2 separate regions of the Anas platyrhynchos genome follow, and region 2 is linked to region 1. The links are chromatin contacts, called in public Hi-C maps. All regions are on one chromosome and are shown on one strand. Each heading gives the region's core, a stretch centred on a gene start, on an enhancer-like site or on the middle of the called end of the contact. The rest is flanking DNA. Distances are from core to core; before and after follow the strand shown.

The links. Hi-C and Micro-C count contacts between places; a contact is called where the count stands out from the background.
Region 2: a contact with region 1 is called in a Hi-C map of subcutaneous adipose tissue, with 2.4 times the contacts expected there. The contact joins the enhancer-like site here to the promoter of KLHDC4 in region 1. A contact is called at or near these places in 3 of 8 Hi-C or Micro-C datasets (liver, skeletal muscle and subcutaneous adipose tissue).

What each region holds. Positions count from the first base shown.
Region 1 is chr12:2,373,189-2,377,475 of IASCAAS_PekinDuck_T2T, forward strand. It overlaps KLHDC4 (kelch domain containing 4), which reads left to right and starts at 1,607. Exons shown (of 12, transcript XM_013097946.5): 1 at 1,607-2,002; 2 at 2,999-3,090; 3 at 3,989-4,067. The coding sequence starts at 1,904.
Region 2 is chr12:2,516,884-2,521,228 of IASCAAS_PekinDuck_T2T, forward strand. ZCCHC14 (zinc finger CCHC-type containing 14) reads left to right here. Exons shown (of 13, transcript XM_027466672.3): 13 at 1-2,527. It overlaps MAP1LC3B (microtubule associated protein 1 light chain 3 beta), which reads right to left. Exons shown (of 4, transcript XM_027466673.3): 4 at 3,051-4,345. Among named protein-coding and RNA genes, the nearest start is that of MAP1LC3B, 9.3 kb to the right of the region's middle. Within about 2 kb of position 1,953, at least 3 of the 8 cell types and tissues checked have an H3K27ac peak or open chromatin away from gene starts, as enhancers often do. A contact at or near this core is called in subcutaneous adipose tissue, where this site is marked.

The sequences.
Region 1 (4,287 bases), core at 357-2,856:
AGTGTCCTTTAGATCCTTTCGAGGAAGACACATCTCTTAACATTTACACCATGGTGGATCTGGGAAATATTTATCCCTGAGAGGTTCACGCCGTGGTTCATGCTTATATTGTGCTTTACATTTTCACAGCGCAGTACAAAGTTTTGTTTGTCCTTTCATCCTCTTCGTTTCCACACAAACCATGAGAAACCAGACAGTATAGTTCAAGAGATCAGAGAGCTCACACCACGAATGTTCTGCCCCATGTAGTTCTCCGTGTGGTGACTAGCTCCAAATGACCCTGAGCATCTGACAATCACAAATACGGAAAATAAAGTTTTGAGAGTGGAATATGAGCTCACAGAGCTGAGGATCTGCATGCTCGCTTATAGAGCACGTTTGGTGAAGAGGTAGCCTTTTCCGTTTCAAAGTCTCCCAAAAAAAAAAAGAGTTCAAAGATTTGGCCCCAAGGGGAGCCAGTGACCAAATTCCTGGAGACATCAAGAGGGGACATGTTTTCACACACTGGTTTCTTTTTGAGGTTAAAGACCAAGAAACAGCAGGGGGACTTCCTAGACTGTGCATAGAGCCAGGGAACTCAGCAGAGCGCTTCTAACTTGTTGGCTGAGAAACTGCCCCGTTCTCTTGACCTGGTCTCTCCGTGGCTTTTTGTTCACTTCCTGGGTATAAACATTTGACAGGCTGAAGCTTTAATTGTAACCACAATGTTTTCAGAATGACCAGAGAAACAAAATCCTGGTGAAGATGTACATTGTCCGCAACCTCAAAACATTTTCCCAGCTCTTCCCTTCGCCCTTCATGCTTCGGGTTGTTTCCAAGATGTGAGGTTCAAGTGTAGGCAGATGTTGAAAGCACGGGAATTTTACTGCAATTTCCAGGACACATACTTTATGTTTCGGTTAACCTGTGAGCATTGAGCGGTACTTTCAGTGGATATCCATGATGGTTTTGGGTTAGGCAGTGGGTTGAACAGTAATGAAAACCACCCTGCCTCTAGGCAATTCAGGCTTTTGTGGGAATTCAGTGAAAAATGTAATTGTACTCCTCTGCAAGTGAGAAACAATAACAAAAGTAACTGTAAAGCACAGATGAAGGAAACTTCCAGCTCAAAGATGTATTTGAACTCAAATCATGTTTACAGTGTATGCACTGGTTACGTGTTCAAAGTCGGTGTTTTCCCAGAAATTCTACACGGGCACAGCAACTACATGAAATACCACATAAAAATATGAATTGTTCTTCTTCTCCATCATCGAGGGATCACTAACCAGCAGCTGCCCAGCATCGTTTTGCAGCACCCGCTGTTTCTTTCGGCTCACCAACATGACAAACTCTCTTTCCACAACTGCTGCTGAGAACGAAAACACTCGTGCAGCCCCCAAACCCCTAACACTTCCATCCCACATTTTACTTTTATTTTTATCCAGTGCATCCCCCCCAAGGCTGAGCCCTGGGGCCACCCACAGCCCCTCTGCTTCCATTTTGTGTGAGGGAGGGGGCCATTTTGTGGGTTCAACTGCCTCTCCTCAGGGGAGGAACACAAAAAAATAACACAAAAGGGGCTCGGACTCGTGCGGGTGGTTTATAGGTAGTGTGAGGAGCTGGGTTAAAACCTCTGCCCAGCACAGCGGGGCTCACAGAACCGGGACAAGGCACCACAAGCTCGCCGCCCTCCCTCAGCCCCAACCCGGAGCTGCTTGAGGAAAAGCAGCGGGGCCACCAGGAGCCGAGGCGAGCCCAGCTCAGCCAGCCGGGCCTGCAGAGGGCCCCCGCGGCTCGGGCAGGAGGCGGGCCGAGGCCTGGAAGCAGCGGGCCGAGGCCGGCGGCGCTGCCCGCCCCGCGGTGCACCCAGGGCGGCGAGGGCGGCGAGGCGAGCTCGGTGCTCCCCGCGCGGCCTAGCGCCATGGGGAAGAAGGGGAAGCGGGAGAAGAAGGGGAAAGGGGCTGAGAAGACGGCGGCCAAGATGGAGAGGAAGGTGTCCCGCAGAGCCAGGAAGGAGGAGGTGAGGGGCGCTGAGGGGCTCGGGGGGTTTTGAGGGCGCTGCTGCCTTGGAAGGAAGGGCTAAAGCGGAGGGGTATGTGGCTGAGGGCACCCCCGGGGAAAGGAGGGTGCGAGAACGAGAAATGATGACTTAAATTGCCTTCCATCTCCCCCAGCCTTTTTTCTCGGGGCCTTAAAAGCGAAGGAAAATGTTTCAGTGCTCCCTGCGTGAGTGCAGCCTTGTGCACAGCTGCAGGCAGGGAAGGCGCCGGCGCTGTGCCTGTGCTGGCTGCAGGGAGAGCTGCTGCCAGGCTGCAGGGGGGGAAAGAAATCCCCAGAATTTGGAAGTTTGCTGGGATGCAGCTGCTGCCAGGGAGGGGTTGGCTGATGGACGCGGTGAGCACGGGGCTGTCGGAGAGACTTTGGGTCAGAAACTCCCCCTAGCTGCCGGCCTGCTTGTGCCCTCAGTGCTCGGTGTGTCTGCACTTTGGAGGCAGATTTAAATCTAATTTTTATTTCCTGGAAGGAAATAAAAATAAAAATACGTGTAGGTTTCACTCTAGCTAAAGTATAAACTGGCAGTAGACAAGAGTTTCCCATGCCATTTGGGCAGTTTTCCATTGCAGACAAAGAAGATGACAAGTTGGGTTGTAGCATATATTTGATCATAATTTTGTCAGGGGTTAAATGATAGCCATTTCCTTGCCCATTTGTGTGGTGTTTTTCGTGCAGGAGCAGCAGGTGCATGCAAAATGCACTTTGTGTATCATCCTGTTAGGCCTCTTCTGAACAACTTGTCAGTGTTTTAGGAGACACTAATCTTTAAAGCATATATAGAAGTACTCAGTATCCATTTCTTGTGGTTGAAAAAGAGGAATTTATGCAGACTTTTTTTTTCTTCTTCTTTTTTTTTTTTTTAATTTTAATGGGGAAATTCTGGGAGCGAACACTAGTTTTGTATGGTGTGCAAGCCGTTCTGTGCATATCAAGGAACTTATGTCTGTGTTTTTATTTTCAGGAGGATCTTGAAGCCCTGATAGCAGAATTCCAGAATTTAGATGCTAAAAAGACACAAGTAATTGAGACAGCCTGCCCACCGCCCTCACCCAGGTAAGAGATTGTGTGAGACTTTGACCATCAGTTATACAGCTATTGATGAAATTTATTTATGTAAAGTTACTTGCTGAGAGCATGATGTCTGGCTTGGCTGATATCTGGAGTTAAAAAATACATGGTATATTGAATCCCCAAATTAAGAATGGGACCAAACTCATTTTTCTAGTCTTAAACCCCCCTTTTTAATCATCCCACCAGTACAGCTAAGGAGGCAAAGCACTAGTAAGTTCAAGGGCTTTGCAAAATAAGAGTTAAGAGGAACCTTTGGATTTGGACTAGGAAGCTGAAAGGATTCACAAGGACATGCTGTGAGGGACAAGACACTTGATCTGTAGGCCTGGGGTCTGTGTGGTGCTAGGTTCTGTATGTCTGTTTGATGTGGCTTGTTAAAAACCCCTCTGTATAATATCTTTTTCCTTCCCATATGGAGGGACAAGTCAGTCTCCACACAGTGAATAGTACTTTGGTGGGATGAGTGGTGAACAGTGGTGACTGCAGAAGAGTGATGCAGATAAGTTGATGTGAGACAGCTCAGTTCTACTTAGTTATGTACCCTCATAAAACTAATTTTTGTTCTCGACACGCCAACATTAAAATTCAAGAGCTCACGTCAGAAGGCATGTTAAATGACAGTGTAACGTGTGCTCCTAAAATAGGAGAAGGTTTCAGACAGTGTCAAATTAATCTTGCTGAAAGTTTTTAAGAAGTTAATTTCTTTGGGGAGTTTTTCACCCTGGGGTGAATATCACAGCCTACTAATTTGGCAGCTGATGGAGAGACTTTCGTGTCTAGAGGGCTGAGGTGCTAATGCTAGCTGAGTTAAAGGCTGCAAGCTTCTGAGTTTTACAAGTCTTAACATCTACTCTTTTGGTCATCCTTCTTTTGTTTGCAGGCTGAATGGCTCCCTGTCTGCTCACCCTGAGAAAGACGAATTGATCCTTTTTGGAGGTGAATATTTCAATGGCCAAAAAGTAATGTATACTTCAATTTTTTTCTTCTTTTTTTCTGCACTCCCCCTGCCTTTTACTGTAATTTGCATGGGTCTCATTTGAAGCGAAGATTCAAAGCAGCAGTCATAAAATATGTATTCGTCCCTGAATGAGAGCAAAATAGCCTTTTAATTCTGCTGTGATACTGTCTCATGCCTGAACAGTTGGCAGGAAGGAGACATGCTAGAACCCATTAAGGAGT
Region 2 (4,345 bases), core at 703-3,202, 140 kb after region 1:
AGGGTGAGCAATGAGCATCCCCAGAGGATGGCAAAAACCCGAGCTCAGCCCAGCTGCCTGCAGCTCGTACCGCTTTTGGCTTCACGGAAACCAAAGTCTCAATTTGCTTAACGTTTGGTTAAAAAAAAAAAAAAAGCTATTTCTTATTCCTATGCAATGAAAACGAACCAGATTTGTGTGTTCTCAGCCCAGCTCACACTACACGCAGTGCCGCGCACGCCACGGGGATGCTTCTCTTGGCTCTGCCTGCTTCTCGAGGTTACCTGCAGCGGAACGAGCAGCCTTCAGACCTACAACACTAAAGTGATGAAAACTGACAATGCAATTTACTTTGCCTTAATGAGCTTGAGACAATGGTAGGAACAATCTGTCATACTGTATTGCGCTGAGGGAAACGTGCAGTTTTCACTGACAATGTTTACTATTTCCAGCTTTGAGGGTCTCTCCAGTGGCCTGGAACATGTGCTGAAAGCCAAACCTTAACATTTTTTTCACTTTTTTAAAAACAATATTTTAAAACGGAATTGTATTTAAATAATCTGTGTTTCAACACACGTGCAAGTGTTAAAATCCCTCTCAAAACAGCAAAAATCAACAGCAAAAAATGAAAATATTTTCTGTACCGGTTGCATTTTGTTTTAATGCCCAAGGCTGGGAACATAGTCTTGTCTAATACTCATCACAGAGTTGAAACCATAACAAAAGGACTGTAAAACTGAACTTCTATCCAGCAAACTGTTTCATTCCTATCTTCAGAGCTTTCTTTGGGATTGTTTCCTTTGTGTAAAGTTAAGGCTGATGTTTCTTAAAGTGGCTTACGTGTACTTTTAGGTAACGTTTTGAAATGGTGAAGTCTGATTTTTAGAGTACGTTCAAATTCAGAAGTCTTGAGTACCTTAAAGCAACGTGAGTGTGATAGAGAAATGTTAGACGAGCCAGCACCAGTTAACGAGCCTTCCCTAAACCACAGCGAGTTGTGGCTTCCGATCTGCTGGCAAACGCTGTCCGCTTTGTACCAAGAACAACCAAAGTTGGTAAGTCTGAACAGAGCACTTTAGTTCCATAAAATAATCCTTAATCTGTTTTTAAGAGGCCCAAGTCCATCTCCCCACCCCATGCCCCGAAAAGTACGGCAGCTCATTTTAGAGTAGTAGTTCCAGCTTCACTGGCTCAAAGAATCCAGTTCTTAAAACCTATTTTTATATATTGAAAGATGGAGATTTCAAAGTATGCTATTTATTCCTATCTTTGTCCTGAAAGTATAAAAAGAAGTAGTTCTCAAAATGGATTTCACTGTGGAATAGAAATGATTTTAAGAGTAAGGCGGAAGGGAATCCCGAGTCCTCTCCCCGCAGGGGCACAGAGAAGTTGGTGATGAGTCTTCCCTCCGGGGCAGCGAGGGACTTGCCGTGCATTTTCAGATGTTTTCCTTTGGGGAGTGTTGGTGATGGAAAGAATCGAAATAGAATGGTATTTCCAGCAGACTCCTTGCACTGGCAGTCTCCAAGTTAAGCATTAATAAATACGTCATGTCCAATGCTGAGCAGTGGGAGAGCGAAGGAGGAGGACTCATTTTAGCAAGCAAGGTATGGATCAGATTTTCCATAACATTTGTACTTCAAACAACACGTCACACTTTGCTTTTTGTGAAACATTTTCAACAGTCTGCATACCAGGGTCATTAAATCTTAGCAAATTACGTGGCAGATGTCCAGTAGAGGTCTAACACTTTGAGCTTCATTCTCCCAAATTCAGTTCCATGCTAATTCTCGCTGGCAAGCTTCAGGGGGAAGGTACTCAAAAAAAAAAAACAAAAAAACAACCCCATAGTGAGTGGTATTTGGCATAGCAACACTCCTTCCCGAAATGAACATGACATCACCCAGAACCCTGCCTGCGGGTGAGCTGGCTATTTTTGGTGTCATCAGAGCCAAAGAAAGTTTACTGGAGGTCATGGACTGAGCGCTGGGGATTCGCGATAGCCCTGTCGGGCGCGGTGGATGCAGGCAGATCGGGACCGAAGCCGAGGTAACGGAGCAGCGGCAAGAGTCGAGGAACTTTTGCTGGTTGAGGCCACGGGAACCCCAACCACCCCCCGCCCCCTCGATCTGTGCGATAAACCCTTGGAACTACCTGTTTGCTCTCTGAAATTCTCCTGACATAAGCAAGGAACGTGTTGGTACCGATGCAGAAAGCCAATCCTGTGTGTTTTCAAGTGCAGATTAACAGCTTCTCTTGGACATAACTTTCCACTAGGAATGAAGGAAACTCCTGCTCCCATTTGAGCCATTTCTTTTACTTCGGTCAATTCTAGTATTACAAATTGTGCATGTAACTTTATAAATATTTTAAATAGTTTTGTAAATATTTAATATTCAGCTAATTTGATTTTGAATTGTAAATGTCAAGTATTCTGGTATTGGGATTTTTATGTTTTATTATACTTTGTTAAAAGTAAAATTGTACATTTTTAGAATGTTTTTATCTGAGTAAATTTAATGTATGGAAAATAAAGAGTTAAACAGAATCCCTCCTTTTTTTTTTTTTTTTTTTTCTTTTCCTTTAAACGGGCTTCATCTCTTTGGGGGCTCCTCCGGCTTGGCAGCTACCAGGGTCTTTTTTTATTCCATTAACTTCTGCTGTCTCTCCGCCCCCAGACATCTGGCTGTGAAGCACAAACCCATGACAGCGCTCGCGGAGTTGATGCAGAGAAGCCAAGATCCTCGGAAGCGTTTGCGTTTGGCCAGATGAGGGAGATGGGGAAGAGCAGAAACAAACGCTGGGGGAATGGAAACGCCCCCGTGCAGCCTCTCCCCCTTCCCCAACCGCTTTACGGGGTCGTTCCACCTGCAGTGCCTCCTTCCAGAGGGTGCAAACTCCCTGGGTTGTTACAGGTTTCTGTGTTAAAAGGCTTCAGGATGAGTGTGAGCATTGTCAGCAGGACCCAGGGTAAGTCCTGTGCATCCCTAAACGGGCAGAATTACACCTCTGCCCTTCCCAGCAGGCAGATTTTGGAGAAAGCTGACTACAAATAACCACGCAAGGCATGATGAAGTTGGGATGTAATCCATCCATATCAGCACTGTATTAATTTTAAAAAAGCAACATTTGTACAGGAATATCAGTCAATCACGTTGTAATTACAAGTATGGTTGTCAGTTATGAGTTAAACAATTTCTTACACAAACAGAACTAAACATAGAACAAGCTGCATTTAAAAGTTTACGCCGGAATAAAAACACAAAGAACATTAAAAAATTTGAAGTAAGCATCGTGACCAAGATTCATGCAAAGAGGTGTAGGTAGGTACAAATTGTACACCTTATTGAGCTAGAGTGCCAAGACGCAGTAGTATTGCTTCTTTTTCCCCCCTTATAGTAAGTTAGCTTCCAGTAACAGATGTAGTTAGTTCACAGACACAGAATATACACGAGTAATCGCATCCTGCTACACTTCACTTGACAACAACCTAGAGGAAAAACACAGGTCCTACCAGATACCTTTCCTCTGCACAGGCTGCCTCCCCGCTCAGGGCAAGGAGCGACACCAAGCTTTGCCAAACCCCATGCAAGCGGCAGGAGACGTCAGCGATGGTAAGAAATAAACTCATTTGTTCGTCAAATCTCGACAGCAACTCCTGGACGTCAAAAAAAAAAATAAAATGCTGCTAGGAGCAGATCTCCCTGACCCCGCCGGCGGTAACATGCAAAAGAAGTGACAGAATGGCTGGGCAGCAAGGGGTCGTCCTTCCAGTAGCACAGCTGAGTCCAGTGCCGGGCTGCAGGGTGTAAAGCAGCCGCGAGCGTTGCGGGCGCTGCCCGTGCTGGCTCCCTCGGCTCCCTGCTCCCCGCACGCTCTGCGGGGCGAGGGAATGGCTTCTTTTGGAAGCAAGCCCCTAGGGACATACAGTGTCTCACACAGGCATTGGAACTTCATAGCAGACTGGAGTTTATTTCAACGTTACCTGTCCAGGTGGGTGTTGTATTTTTGTTTTGTTTTTTTTTACAGTTAACACTTCCTAAAACTACAATAAAGCTGTGGTGTTTGGTATGAGTTATTTCAGAAACTGGCACCGTTTCCTAAGTCGGCAGTGCCACAAGAACGGGAGACAAAAAGAGTTGTGCTCCCCCAGCTCACCCCAAGCGCTTGCCTTAACGCGCTGCAGCACTGACACCAACCTCATCGAGCTGCAGAAGACAAAGCTTTGGAACGTTATAACATAACTCGCTCTCATTAGAAGCCTTCCCATTTAAAAAAAAAAAGAAAATATATTTATATAGCTTTACGGAATCACGGGGAGATTCTCCAGAAAACTGTCACACGCAACACTTTAGCTCCTCACTGG